Regions from separate parts of the Mus musculus genome. Here regions 2 and 3 are each linked to region 1. Evidence: chromatin contacts called from public Hi-C and HiChIP or PLAC-seq data. All regions are on one chromosome and are shown on one strand. The core of a region is the stretch at or near the end of the contact, and the rest is flanking DNA. Distances in the headings are between cores, read along the strand shown.

Evidence for each region. A called contact is a pair of places that touch in the nucleus more often than the background predicts. HiChIP or PLAC-seq counts read pairs in DNA pulled down with a chosen protein or histone mark.
Region 2: a contact with region 1 is called in a Hi-C map of Th1 cells, with 5 times the contacts expected there. The contact joins two enhancer-like sites. A contact is called at or near these places in 9 of 39 promoter capture datasets (the 3T3-L1 cell line, 3T3-L1-derived adipocytes, the C10 cell line and 5 more), 20 of 484 Hi-C or Micro-C datasets (B cells, CD4 T cells, CD8 T cells and 13 more) and 4 of 115 datasets of contacts at active chromatin or transcription factors (a beta-TC-6 cell line, bone marrow-derived macrophages, double positive thymocytes and 1 more).
Region 3: a contact with region 1 is called in a BATF HiChIP or PLAC-seq map of CD8 T cells, with 6 read pairs. The contact joins two enhancer-like sites. A contact is called at or near these places in 1 of 484 Hi-C or Micro-C datasets (regulatory T cells) and 5 of 115 datasets of contacts at active chromatin or transcription factors (CD8 T cells, bone marrow-derived macrophages, large pre-B cells and 2 more).

Annotation. Positions count from the first base shown.
Region 1 is chr16:76,352,148-76,356,762 of GRCm38.p6, forward strand. Nrip1 (nuclear receptor interacting protein 1) reads right to left here. Exons shown (of 4, transcript NM_173440.3): 2 at 325-402. Among named protein-coding and RNA genes, the nearest start is that of Nrip1, 19 kb to the right of the region's middle. Within about 2 kb of position 2,349, at least 45 of the 459 cell types and tissues checked have an H3K27ac peak or open chromatin away from gene starts, as enhancers often do. A contact at or near this core is called in CD8 T cells, Th1 cells, Th2 cells and 3 more, where this site is marked.
Region 2 is chr16:76,761,178-76,765,353 of GRCm38.p6, forward strand. The region is part of intron 1 of Gm30790 (predicted gene, 30790); the gene reads right to left. Among named protein-coding and RNA genes, the nearest start is that of Gm30790, 16 kb to the right of the region's middle. Within about 2 kb of position 1,879, at least 41 of the 459 cell types and tissues checked have an H3K27ac peak or open chromatin away from gene starts, as enhancers often do. A contact at or near this core is called in CD8 T cells, Th1 cells, Th2 cells and 2 more, where this site is marked.
Region 3 is chr16:75,853,439-75,857,856 of GRCm38.p6, forward strand. No RefSeq gene overlaps it. Among named protein-coding and RNA genes, the nearest start is that of Samsn1, 54 kb to the right of the region's middle. Within about 2 kb of position 2,458, at least 95 of the 459 cell types and tissues checked have an H3K27ac peak or open chromatin away from gene starts, as enhancers often do. A contact at or near this core is called in CD8 T cells, regulatory T cells and thymic regulatory T cells, where this site is marked.

The DNA of each region.
Region 1 (4,615 bases), core at 1,099-3,598:
CTAAGGCGTCCAAGGGTGTATCTTGTTCCCATTCCCATTTCCCCAGCCCACTTCCACCTCTGGCTTGCACCCTGTCCAGAAAGAAAATTTCAGGGACTTTGCTCCAACACATCCCCTGGCCACCATAACCTACTGCACCGCGCCTCAGAGAGATATGGATAGGACAGACAGACTGGGACAAACGCCAAGCTGGTGTACCAACAGATGAACGTTAAGGAAAATGACAGAACAAAACGTAACAGTCTCACGTTCCTACCACAGAAAGGGGGGACTCTAAGTAATTTATTTTAGAAATGGGGCAACGAGACAAAGAACAGTCAATACCTCCTGGATGTGTTCCTCCCGAATGTTAAAGGATTATGTCCTGAGAACAGCTCTGCAACCGCTCACAGTCCACGCCTTCTGAAAGCAAGAGAGAGACATGCGTTACTTTGAGTGCGTGAAATGATTTCGATAAGGTGTTTGAAACTGGAGTATTAACTGTGGACTAAGATAATTTATCTCCAAGAAGCGACAGATGACGACTGTATTTTGAGTCTCACATAGGCATGCACGCTTCCCTTGACTATGGCTGCTAATGAAACCGCGTCTAATGATGAAACCACTTACGCTGTAGAATTACTTAGACGCCTGTCTTCAGGCTAACAGTAGACTCTCCCTTGCTAGGATAGAGATGAATTTCTGTGGAAAACCACATCGGGAGTACTTGACATTCATAGAAAGGTTTAAAACACCCAGCTGCTTCTGTCTGTATCCTCTCAAAGTGGCAGCGACAAGGAGAAGGTTGGAGGTGTGTCCAAACTTTTGAAACCACAGCTCAACACTATCACCTTCTCTCAATTCAAGACCCACACAACTGAGCCACCCCACCCTCCACCCTGCTCTTACAAGTGCTTAAGACTTTGTAGCTCTATCCATAACTATATAACTATCTTGGGAAGCAGACGGCCCAAAGGCTACAAAGGATATTCCTGGCTGAAAGATACATTTGGCCAGCAGAGACATGGCCTCCACTGTACAGGCATGGGCTTTTAATGGTTATGCTGATCAATGGGCCAACGGTGCAGTCAACCAGTGATTGGGAAGGTATGATAGACACACCTTGATCTTACTACATCTTTGTTCTACTGGACTCAAGAGTTTACATAGTTGGCCTCTTCAGTGTCTAATCCATAACTTAGGATACGTTTTCCAGGATCATAACATTACAAAAAAAATCTATAAACCAAAATACGAACCTAATACGAAGCTAGTTCACCTTCATTTTACTTGGAGCTTTCAGTCTCTTTATACAGAGGCCAGATTTCTTGGTGTGGTGCCTCCCCCCCCCCCCCCGCCCATGCTAGCTAAACAGGCTTATAACACTCCATCTCTCAGTAATGTTGTGTCTACTTATTGTTGTTCTCATTGTGACTGGGAGTCACTCATTTTTCTTTTACGGGCCCCAAGTATCTGTCATGTCTGTTGCAAGAGCATCTAGCTGACTCTCAGTAAAGAGCTGTTAAGTAAACAGGAGCCTTAAATCCTGAATCGATGAGTACAACCTACTTTGGAAAAAAATCACAAAAGGAGAGTGAATGGTACTTATTTTTCTCTTAATTGCTTTATATCCACACAGTCACACTTTCAGCCCTTTCTCCATACAGCCTCCAGGGTCTACTTTGGAGCTCTGTCTATCCCACAGACGATAGGCCTACCCGTGTAGTGGGACTGTCTTTCCTACAGTTTAAATGTCCCGTGTCACCTGCCTGGTAACCAACACTGCACAAGTCTTCTAAGGACATACATTAGCAAGCCCAGAGCCACCTCCCATCAGCAGCCAAGTTGTCAGCTTAGCTGTGCTCGTCATTACACCTAGAATTGTAACTGAGTAAGATGTCCCAATCCAAGGCTTTACAAGTAGACAAAAGACATCTCCTTGAAAGTGTTGTTTATTCCAGAGAATAATCAAGCAAACAAAAAACTAACAAAAAGGAAAAAAAAATGAAGAAGACATTCAGATAATTAGAGGGGAAAAACATTAGGATTTTTTCAATTATGACATTTTTTTTTCAATCAGCTTAATAAAAACATCCCTGTATCATTTTATGTAATACAATTTAACCTTATTCTGACCTTCCTCATGAGACAAACAAGCCTCTGCATCCAGTAAGGTTCCGTCTGAACTATGGACGTTGATAAGCAATACCTTAATTGCATTCATTTACATGACTTTGAAACTATTCTGGGCTGAAGTCATGACTGCAAGGTCACAGAACACAGAAAAGCAGGACGTGTACCTAGGAGAAAAGATCCACTGACAAGGACAGGAAGCACCCCCTTCACCCCGAGTTAGGAGACATCAAAGGAGTGATGCAATCAACAGGTGCACGCACCCATGCATGCCGGCACATCTGTGCACGCACACTCAGGCCCACTTTACAATCACATACAGAACAATAAGAATATGTTTGAATAAGTCCATCACATACTCTTGGCTCTCATATCTGCCTAAAACTGGGGTAAAGAGGCATTCCATATCCTTTAGCAGCATTAAAAAAAACCCAAAACACATGATAGAGCTAGTATTTTCTACCATCACACAACGATTTCTAGAAACTAATATATGTGTACGTATATACAGTTATAAATAAAGGATGTTATGTATATTAAAATTCTAACTCTGTAATGTATACAGCACCCTTTGTTTATAATTGTTTCCCTAGTTGACCCATATATAACACAACAACCTTACATAAGGGTCAAGGAAACTTATGGAGGAAGGGAGCACAAAGATAATAAAAGCCAGAGAACAGGAAGTCCTCTACGAGATTGTATCTGGCAAAAATGACTGGGAGGCATCACCCACGAATCCTCAACAATATGGCTGCATAAACAAGGTCTGGGCAATGACACCACCAATCAACATGCAAGCATGGGGGAGGGGACTAGAGGATCTTACTGGTCCCCACCCATAGACACACAACTACAGATAACTACAACTAAGAAGCTAAGCAGGAGAGAATGGAGAAATAGTCTTCTCACCAGTATAGCAAAGGGATTCGACTGGGCAGGTTGTTTTTTATGTATCTTTTGCATTTATTTACCTATTTAAAGATAACTACTAGAGAAAAGCAGGCCATGAATTTGAATGGGGTGGGGGCTGGAAAAGGGAGGGGGAATTGATGTAGTTGTATTTTAATTAAGATTTTCTTTCCTCCTTAAAAAAAAAAGATCTATGAGGGTAAGGTGGTAGCTCGGTGGTGGAGTGCTTACATAACATGCACAAGATCTTTCCATCTCCAGATTAAAAAGAAAAAGCCATGAGTTTCTGTTTCATTTTTAATAAGTGGAACAAGCATATGTTCCACTAACTGACTAGAAGACCGCACTTCCAATGTCTCGGGTCCAGTCATACTGCATTAATAAAAGAAAGGAAATACCATAGGTTGAAAGAAATCCACTACCATAAATGACAGGGCACAAGGAGTACTCTTCAAACGCCAAAACGTATCAAGATACACTGAAACAACAACCCTATAAAACAGTTCCTCTACCATAATAAAATGCAAGTCTAAAATAAATTAGATACCACAACACTTTAATTCACCTAAAGAAAGGAAAGTAAACTACACAGATGGGCTGTAAAATACGAATAGATAGATAGATAGATAGATAGATAGATAGATAGATAGATAGGTATATATAGATATATTAGATTCTTTTATTATCTATAGATATAATATATATTATATAGCTAATATATACATTAGATATATTAGCACCAACATAAAGCATCAAATGTTTGTTTGTTTGGGGTTTAATGTACTATCCCAGGAAACTGTCCCAAAATGCTTCTCTCAGTCAAGTCTCCTATATTTAATTTACTAAGCAAACCCTTTGACACTATGCCACCTAAACCAACCTTTTGCAATATAAAAATGACTTAGGGGAAGAGAAACGACACTACAAAAGCCGTGCTTCGTCACCTTCTCTCTGTAGAGAAGTGAAAACATGTTTAGCTCTATAAGAGGAAATTCTCGCACATAGTTTTTGATCAGAAGGAGTATGATGCTGAACTCAAACTCCCAGCACGGCTTCCTATGGACTTCCCTACAGCTTTCCATTGCGCTAACACCTCTGATGGCATGGGGCCCAGCCCACTGCAACCTAGGATCCTCTAGGAAGAACTGGGATGGGTTGAGTGCACACCTACCACGCTGTATGTCTAACTCGCTCCAATAGCATCAGATCACATACGTCACCTTCTCTTTTTCTGGATGCTCACGCCTGTGGAGGTCAGAAGCTGAGGCTGGGTGTCCATCGCATGTTCTGAGACAGAGGCTCTGCCTGAAGGTGGAGCGCACCAGCCCATCGTGCTGGTCTAGCTGGGCCCTGCGTCCACAGCCCAAGTGTTAAAAGACTGCAGGTTCTAAGCATCTGACTCCTTGTTCTCATGCTTACACGGCAAGCGCCTTGCTGACTGAGCCTCCTCCCTACCCCCACTGTGTCCTTTTAAAGTAATAAATTAGAAGGCTTTATTTGTATATATAAATTAATTTGCTTTGGATGAGCTTCGTTTTGAAATACAATTCAAGGTCAATTTTTAGCTTTACAAGAGGAATTTCTCTCTCTC
Region 2 (4,176 bases), core at 629-3,128, 410 kb after region 1:
TATAGCCTATATGGCATTATTTTACAAATCAGAAGTCAACTCAACCTTCCTCCAGGAAGGTAGCACTCCAGAGGAGTCAGGCACAGCTCCTTGGGACATAAACAACACATTTCATGCTGCACTGACATCTGTCCTAGCCTCTTTGAAATTAATCACAGATATTATAAGTTGTAAGAGAATGGTTGTTTAAGCAAATTTGGAGGATTATCAGCCTGACACAAGTTTAAACAATTATCTAAGTCACACATGAGAAAAGATCCACAGGACCCACGATGTTTTTTATTTTTTTAACTATACCAAAAAAACAACAAAACACTATAATGGTGAAACTACATTTTTCAAGAATCGGAGGTGAAAGTAGAGAAGAAATGGGGGCTTTAGAATGGAGGATCTAGAGAAAGTACCCAAGGAGCTAAAGGGATCTGCAACCCTGTAGGTGGAACAACAATATGAACTAACCAGTACCCCGGAGCTCTTGACTCTAGCTACATATGTATCAAAAGGTGGCCTAGTCGGCCATCACTGGAAAGAGAGGCCCATTGGACACACAAACTTTATATGCCCCAGTACAGGGGAACGCCAGGGCCAAAAAGGGGGAGTGGGTGGGTAGGGAAGTGGGAGGGGTATGGGGGACTTTTGGGATAGCATTGGAAATGTAATTGAGGAAAATATGTAATAAATAAAAAAAAAAAAAGAAGGAGGAACTTTATATGAACCTGCACCAAGAGGGCCTAGTGTTCTTGCTGAAACTGACATAGTTGATGCTGTACTTAAGAGGCCCACTGGTAACTCCACTGTGACCTCAGCATCTTGCTTTGTAAAGTGATGAAATCTCAGACTAGACAACAACGTTTACATTTTGGTCAAGCAATCCAAACTTCTGTCCTCCATCTTCTGCACTGGTTGGAACTGTTCCAGGGATGTTTATATGAGAAGTGAGAACTGACTGTGAGCAAAACAGAAACAGATACATGCCTCATAAAAGGAACTGGGTTCCTGATCTACAAGTTTGTTAAAGTGGAAATATGCTTTACCTTGTTGAAAAATGAAGTAATATCAGAAATCATAAATTACTTCATGGGATATTTTGAGATAAATATTATTTTCAGTATTTAATTCTTATAGGTAAATACCTTCCATGTCGATTCTAAAATACATAAGTAATTTATGACAGTTATTTCACCAGTGCCTTGATTTAATTTTATTTTTCCATATTTTGTACCTGTTGAGTACACTTACATACCAATATACATGTGGTCTTAAACTAATTGTCATAGGAATAATCAAATTTATTAGAATATATGATGAAAACAAAAATCTTTTCTATAGAGAGAAGACACTTTCAGTTTCCATCTGGGTCACACATTTAGCATGTAAATGACAAGTGTCTTGAGTACTCGTTTTGACATTATCTTTGTGTGTATATTATCCCTTCTGGATCTACAGGAAACTCATGCATAAAAATTCTCTGCAGGGAGGTAGGGGTACCATTCGTTGGAAGGAGATAAATAAACAAATAGCTTTCCCCACTGCATTGAAGTGCTTGTTTCCCCCAAGAAGACCTGTTGTTTGAAGGCCAACCCTGTTCCTAAATCCAGAAACAGGAAATACTAACGTGTTCTTGCACATTCGAATGGCCCGTCTGGCAGGAAAGCAGATAGAATTGTGAACTTTTTTTTTTTTTTAAAGAGACATTGGCTACCCTCTCCCCCTCCATTTCTCAGCCTCACCCCCTTTCAACCAAGGCCACTACATGCTGAACAAGCACCCAAAACAACCAATAAATGAAAGGAAACTCACAGGTCACTCTGGGTCGTTATTTTCACATACCTTTGAATAATGAGAGCATCACATGTCAGCTAGAGGAGAACAAAATGTCACATTCTCCAGCTAAAGGTCAGCCTCGGTCATAGGTCACAGAAGGGAGGCCAGGAAATAACCTAAGAGGTTAGGCTGGGTGCACAAAGAAAGGTCACCAAATGTCAATGAAAGCATGCAGCTGTTGGGAGATGAAACAACTGAGTCACCCTTTTGTGCTGACATCGACTAGAAAAAATGTCTCTGCTGACATTTTTCATTCGTTTTTTTTTTCTTTTTCTACTTTCTTTCTTTCTTTCCTTCTTTCTTTCTTTTTCCTTTTTTTTCTTTTTTAGCTTGCTGTTTTATAAGACAGAGACACCAATGTACCCAACCCCAAATTAGCCTTTTTAAAAAGCAACAGTTTAGAACTTAAGTGCAGCAGTTTCCAAAGACTCAAAACTATGGCATTTTTTTAATCTCAAATGATTATGATACACAGCAATGGGCCTGTAATAGCAATTTTAGATTTCATCTGAGCTCATGTGTTAGCAATGAGGCCTCAGGATAGCTAGGGATCAGTCACTAGTGTCTTCATACCATTAAGAACTATGATTACTCCTTTCACTAGGAGATACTCAGATTCTCTGCCTTTTACAGGGACTGAAGACATGAATTATCCTGCATTGTACTTGACCTAGCTTTTGGGAGTTTTTGATCTAGTTTAAAAAAAAAAAAAGTATTCACAGAGGCAAGAAAAAGAGCATGTGGACTTAAGTCTCATTTTAAAGGAATTTTAGGAAAACACTGGTAGACTATATCTAAGTATCAAGCCTGCTTTCAGATCAATCGCTCCTTGTTAAATGTCAGCGCTAATAGAAACCCTGCTTCATGACCTTTCTCTTGGTGGCGGCGATGGTGTCCCTAAGTGAGTACAGTCACCGAGCTCAACAGGAAGGAAGCTCAGGCACTGGAGATTATTGAGACACTTGGCTTACACACAGTTCTTTAGCAGCTCTGCTTTTCTGGGGTCTGTTTTATACACACACTTGATATGGCTGAAGGAACCATTTCCAGACAATGCCAGAACCTTCTGCTTCTACAGCATCTTCTACTTATCCCCAGACAGGAGACCACATTTCACAGCAAGATATCTTCCTCTGGCTTCCCTAAAGTGGCCTCAGTTTACATCGTAGGCAGGTCCAGGTTTTATGAGCCAATTACATCATTTTCATGTCACTGTGTCAATTCTATATGATACGAAGAAAGAACATTTTCATTTGTACAATAAAAATAATGAAAATATAAAAGGACATTAATAGATAATTATGCATACATGAATGTTTATATGTTCCTAAGTAGCTTCGGGTGAGCTATAGAATCCTCACAGACTCATGACACTGTTACACTAATTGTTCTCGTGTAAATGAGTTAACTTGTGCATAAAGAACATAGCTAACATTCCCCAATTACCTGTGAAGCTGAGCTTTGAAGTCATAAGGGTAATTGCAGACCTGTACTCGATGCCAAAAAGTCTAGATTTAGCTGTGGGAGGCTTGGGGCATGAGGAAGGTGAGTGTGAAGATTCAGTGCCAATCCTGGCCAACAATCTAACAAGTGGTGGTATCCAGTGATCTCCAGAGTTCAAGTGCGTCCAGTCCTTCGCTCTTCTCCAGAAGAATCTATGGAAGAAATGAGGTAGTCCTGGTACCTCAGACCTAAAGCACAGCCTGGATCTAAACTGAGTTGGACTGGCAGTTTGAAACTAAGGAAGATATTGTGATGCTTGGACTGTTTTCTGGACAGCATCTAACTGACATGTGGCAGATGGATTTGAAGGGTTTTCTGTTGGTCTTTGACACCATTTTGAAAGCAATAATATTTCCTATTTCATATCATTTGGTTAGTATCTTCAGTTGGCATAGTCAAATCAGCAAAACTAAAACTACTACCACTACTACTACTGCTACTACTACTACTACTAATAATAATGATAATAATAATAATAATAATAACAATAACAGTAATAATATGTTTTCAGAGAAGAAAACTCTGTAAGAAGAGCAGCCCTTGACAAAAAAGAGTTTCTGTTCCAAATGACTCTGTGTGTGTTTGTTTTGCAGTGTTGCAGGGACACTGTGAAGTAACAGCACCTCCTCAGGATGACTTCAGGACTCAGAAGAGGCAAAACCTCTGCCCTACCCAATGGGCCCCAGGCATGTGAAGCCTGTCAGGAGAAGATCATAAATTCTGCAGAGGGGAAGGGGAGCAGAAGGGAGGAGAGCCACAAAAAAACCCCCGTGCACTTAGAAGAAAGAGTTACTTAACACATCGGGAAGTGCATTTAATAAATGAAGTCAGCTACTTCAGCAGGCCACG
Region 3 (4,418 bases), core at 1,208-3,707, 500 kb before region 1:
GGGAAAGAGACACAGGAGACAGAAGCATCTGTTGTGGCACAAATGTCACTTCCTCTGCTATAGCGCCAGCTACTATTTGAGTGGTTTTCTTTTAGACTTTTGTTTTAAACTGTCTTAACAACATTTTAAGCACCATTGCCTCATCCTGGGTCCACTGAATGAACTGCCTTTATCTCTAATTTATCACACATTTTAAAAAATCCATAGAGAAACATAATCCAGACAGTTCGCTATCATTCTGCTACAAGTGGGGATTTTGGGGGAAGAGGGAGTGGCATAATAGTGTGATTGACATGGCTGTGGTTTATATCTCTAAAGCATCCCTTATGACTTCACTTTGATATGTGGTTTGCCTTCTAATTATTGTCTCTAGTAAAATACTTAAGCATTACTTCCTGAATCTTGGATTCTAACGCACAATAAAAATTCAAAGGGAACGATGTTTGTTTCTGTAAAGAGAGGCAGATTCCCCCCCCCCCCAGGGCATTTTCAGTGAATGCTTCGAGAAGAAATGAGTAAAGGTTTGAAGAACAGTTGCAGAAAACAAAGTTACTACTGTGCATGAGTCCGTGTAGCCTTCGGGCATGAGCTCTGTGCATCTCCTTTTGTTGAGTTCTCTATATTGTTATGAATATGCATATCGGGGAAAAGCCTTCCATCTGCTTTCTTTTAGCTGATTCTATCACATTTTGAGTTGTGCATCATTATTGAGCTTCAGAGAAAGATGATCCTTTTACATTACATATGGATATAAGAGAGCGAACGACTTGATGAATTGCAAACAAGTATAATTTATATGGACAAAGTATGCCAGAAGTGGTTTTCACCCCCATCTTCCTCTGCAAATGCTGCGTAGGGTTCCTGCCCATTTTATTGGCCTGGTGCCCAAAAACTTAAAAGAGAAAATGATCCTTAGCCATGTGCATCACTATTCCACTCCTGCCCTATGAAGAAACAGTGTTCTGCTCTTGGGCATACATGGGATCCCAGAAGGTCCAAGATATCACAGAATCTGCTAAACCCAGCTTTCATTCCTTTATAGTTTTTACATTTGTAAAATATAACACAGAACAAAACTAAGTGTTGCAAATGGACACATGAGAAGTTTTCATGATGCAGATGTGGAAGTGGGGTAATGGAAAGCCCATATACATTCTTTGTAACATGTTAGCATTTTGATAGCCCATGGAATCTTATGCCCCAATGTGCACAGGCTCCATATATATGCAAATACTCACATTAACAGTGCCTTCTTAAGGGATTCTCTGTTGCCCATTGCTCAATCAATTGAGGCTCTGTCATTTGTGAGAAACCAAGGCCCATGACACTAACAATCCCAATTTTAATTTTTCATTCATTAAAATAAATAATAATTTATATATTTAATAATTCATTCTTAAAATTATTCCTTTCATGTCCAAGAGTGTTGAACCAAGGCTGAGTGCAGTATTGTGTCTTTCTGAACTGATCAGGTGCAAACAATGAAATAATGTGTCAGGTAAAACTTATGAGCTGAGTTCTCTATGAGCTGACTCTCTTTCATTGCTTCTGGACAGCAAAATTGTTCTTTAGATCTCAGGCCATTTATGTATGAAAAATTTCAAGATACTATGAGTAAATACCTGTATGATTATACAGTGATTACTGCTTCTATCTTTCGACTAGAACTTAGTGGGGGGAAATGAAGTTGTATATATAAAAATTGTAGTGGCTTTCATACAAATACTACCTGGATTGTATTGAGTACTTCATATATACATCCTATAATTTATACCACTTTTAGATTTAAAAAGATCACCTTTTTGTGATAAATGCTTGAATATTGTCACACAGTTCTTGAAAGCAGATGACTCAACTCCATAACCTTTAGTTTATAGGCATACATACACAAAGAGTGTGCAGAGGAATTCCGCAGTTACATGGAGGTTGAACAAAATTAGGGTTAGTTCTATTTGATTTCCCACAGCTCAAACACCTATCAAAGTAAACCTCTAGCTAGGTTTTATTGACTAATCTCTGAAACTTTTCATAAATTTAGTAGGGCCACTCCCTCTATCAAGAGTATTGGAAGCCTCAATGCTACTTAGATAGGAGCGCTTTTGGTGGCAGTATAGAGCAGTGCTGCGTAAGAGGAGGGGTTATCTAAAATGTCATCATATATTGTTCTCAGAACCTAACGCTTACAGCGGAAATTTCTCAACATTAAATGTCATCATTTTGCCACACTCAGGAAGTTGCAAAACACGTAGCTATAACCTCAGTGCAATGGAACATGACTGAAACCTAATAGTCAGCTACTGAGCACTCTTTTTAGTTTTCTTTCCGTCGATCTCTCTTAGCAATCTGATTAAAAAAAATAAAAAGTCACTAATAACACACTTTAGTTAAAGATACTGTTCAGGTTCATACATATCAGTTATAGAGTTGATGGAAAACCAGAACCGAAATGGTCTGAATTTTGTATTTATCAAAAAACAAACAAAGTAAAAAACCTGAACTTGATCTGATGGGGCAGGCCTGTAATTCTAGTAACTCAGGAGGCAGGGGCAGGGGGATCACAAAGAATAAGGCCATTCTGAACCTTATGTAGACAGACAGACAGACAAGAAGAGACAGAAACAGTGAGAGAAAGACACACACACACACACACACACAGAGAGAGAGAGAGAGAGAGAGAGAGAGAGAGAGAGACAGAGAGAGACAGAGAGAGAGACATCGAGAGATAGAGAGGCAGAGAGGCAGAGAGAGACAGAGGGGCAGGAGTGATACAGTTCTTGCCGTATATATACATGCTGTAGGATTTAGCCCCAAGGACTGAATATTGCTGTTATATTAGAACATTTTATTTATTTAATGGGAATAAATTTTCTCTAGCCTTCTCTACTGTCAGAGCTAAATTTGCTAATATCAGAAACCTCTGGGATAAGTTAATCGCTGCATACTAGAGAGGGTTTACAGCTGTATAAAGCTACCTGGGAACTACTAGCTCAAACAGCTAGATTCTGCTGTCTTCCTGATGCACATTCTTTGGTCCAAAAGACCTTTATTGAACCAGTTTAAGTAATGAATGTGATTGGGCAACTTGCCAGGTTTGAACCTTCAGAACCAATAAGAATATCCTGTAAATATTAACTTCATGGCTTTCTGACTCTTCTCATCTGCTCTTAAAGAGCCCAGACTTTCTTCTAGAAAAGGCAGCAGGACATAGAGTTTTGCATAAGGTCTTTCTTGCTTTTCTGCGTTGCTCCAGTCAGTGCTCTGTGTATGGGCAGTGGGTGAGAACCTGATCTCTTTCTTCTGATTTGACCTCTTTGGCACTGATCACACTGATGCCAGACTCACTCCTGTAGGTGTGTCCTCATCAGCTCTTTCTCCTGGCTACTTAACACTTCTTCAGTTTTGTTTGTTTATTTTGTTTTTGTTTTGTTTTGTTTTGTTTTTAACTTTTCTCTTTTCTCCCTTTTGTAAGAACTCAGACTTTCTTTGCTTGTATCTCCCCAAAGCCTCTTTAGAATATCCCTAAATCCTCAACTGGCATGAAACTTTCATTTTCAAGGGATAGAAATTGGGAAAAAGTTTTACTCATTAGGAATAGACTGGCATTGTTTTGTTATTCTGTAGTTACTTTCCAATCTAGAATTTCCTCGCCTTGCCATAAAAAAGTTACGTTCTTTTAAACAACATGAGAGAGTAGGGGTAGGGCAGTTTAAAAATTAATGACATTAGTGCCTGTGCTGTGTCCAAGAACAGTTTCTAGACTAGTCTGCTAACAGTGGTCACCACAGTCAGGAAAACACCGGGTTTGCTGGGAAGGAAAGAGATGCACATGCAACACACTTGATGTGGGGATGTTGGTGAGATTAGGTGTGTTAAAGATGCCGGAGACTAAAACTATTGGGTTGTTCTCAGCATTCAGAATATTTTACCTTGCCTGAGTTTTATTACCTGTTATTTATTTCATTTTTAAAGATGTGTGTGTATGTATGTATGTATGTATGTGTCTGTGTGTGTGTGTGTCTGTTTGTGTGTGTGTGTCTGTGTGTGTGTGTCTGTATGTGGGAGGATATTCATGAAGGCCGGAATCTCTAGAGCACCTGCTCCCTTGGAGTTGGATTTACAAATGTTTGTGAGCCACCCCGCTTGGTTGCCCTGATCCAATCTCGTATCTCATGATTGAGGAGCAAGCACTCTTAAGCACTGAGCCATCTCTCCAACTCCACATTTTCTTTAAAAACTTTTAGGTGACTTGGAGGCATTCACCTATAAGTAGTTATGAGTGACTTACTAACTGATATAAAAAACAATATTCCAGTTGTATATGGAAAATAATTGCCATGCTCAATATACCCTAGCACCTATTTTCTAAATGTTCCTTCTGTAATAGGTTTGGCTCCATACTGGGTATTTAAAGCCTAGGC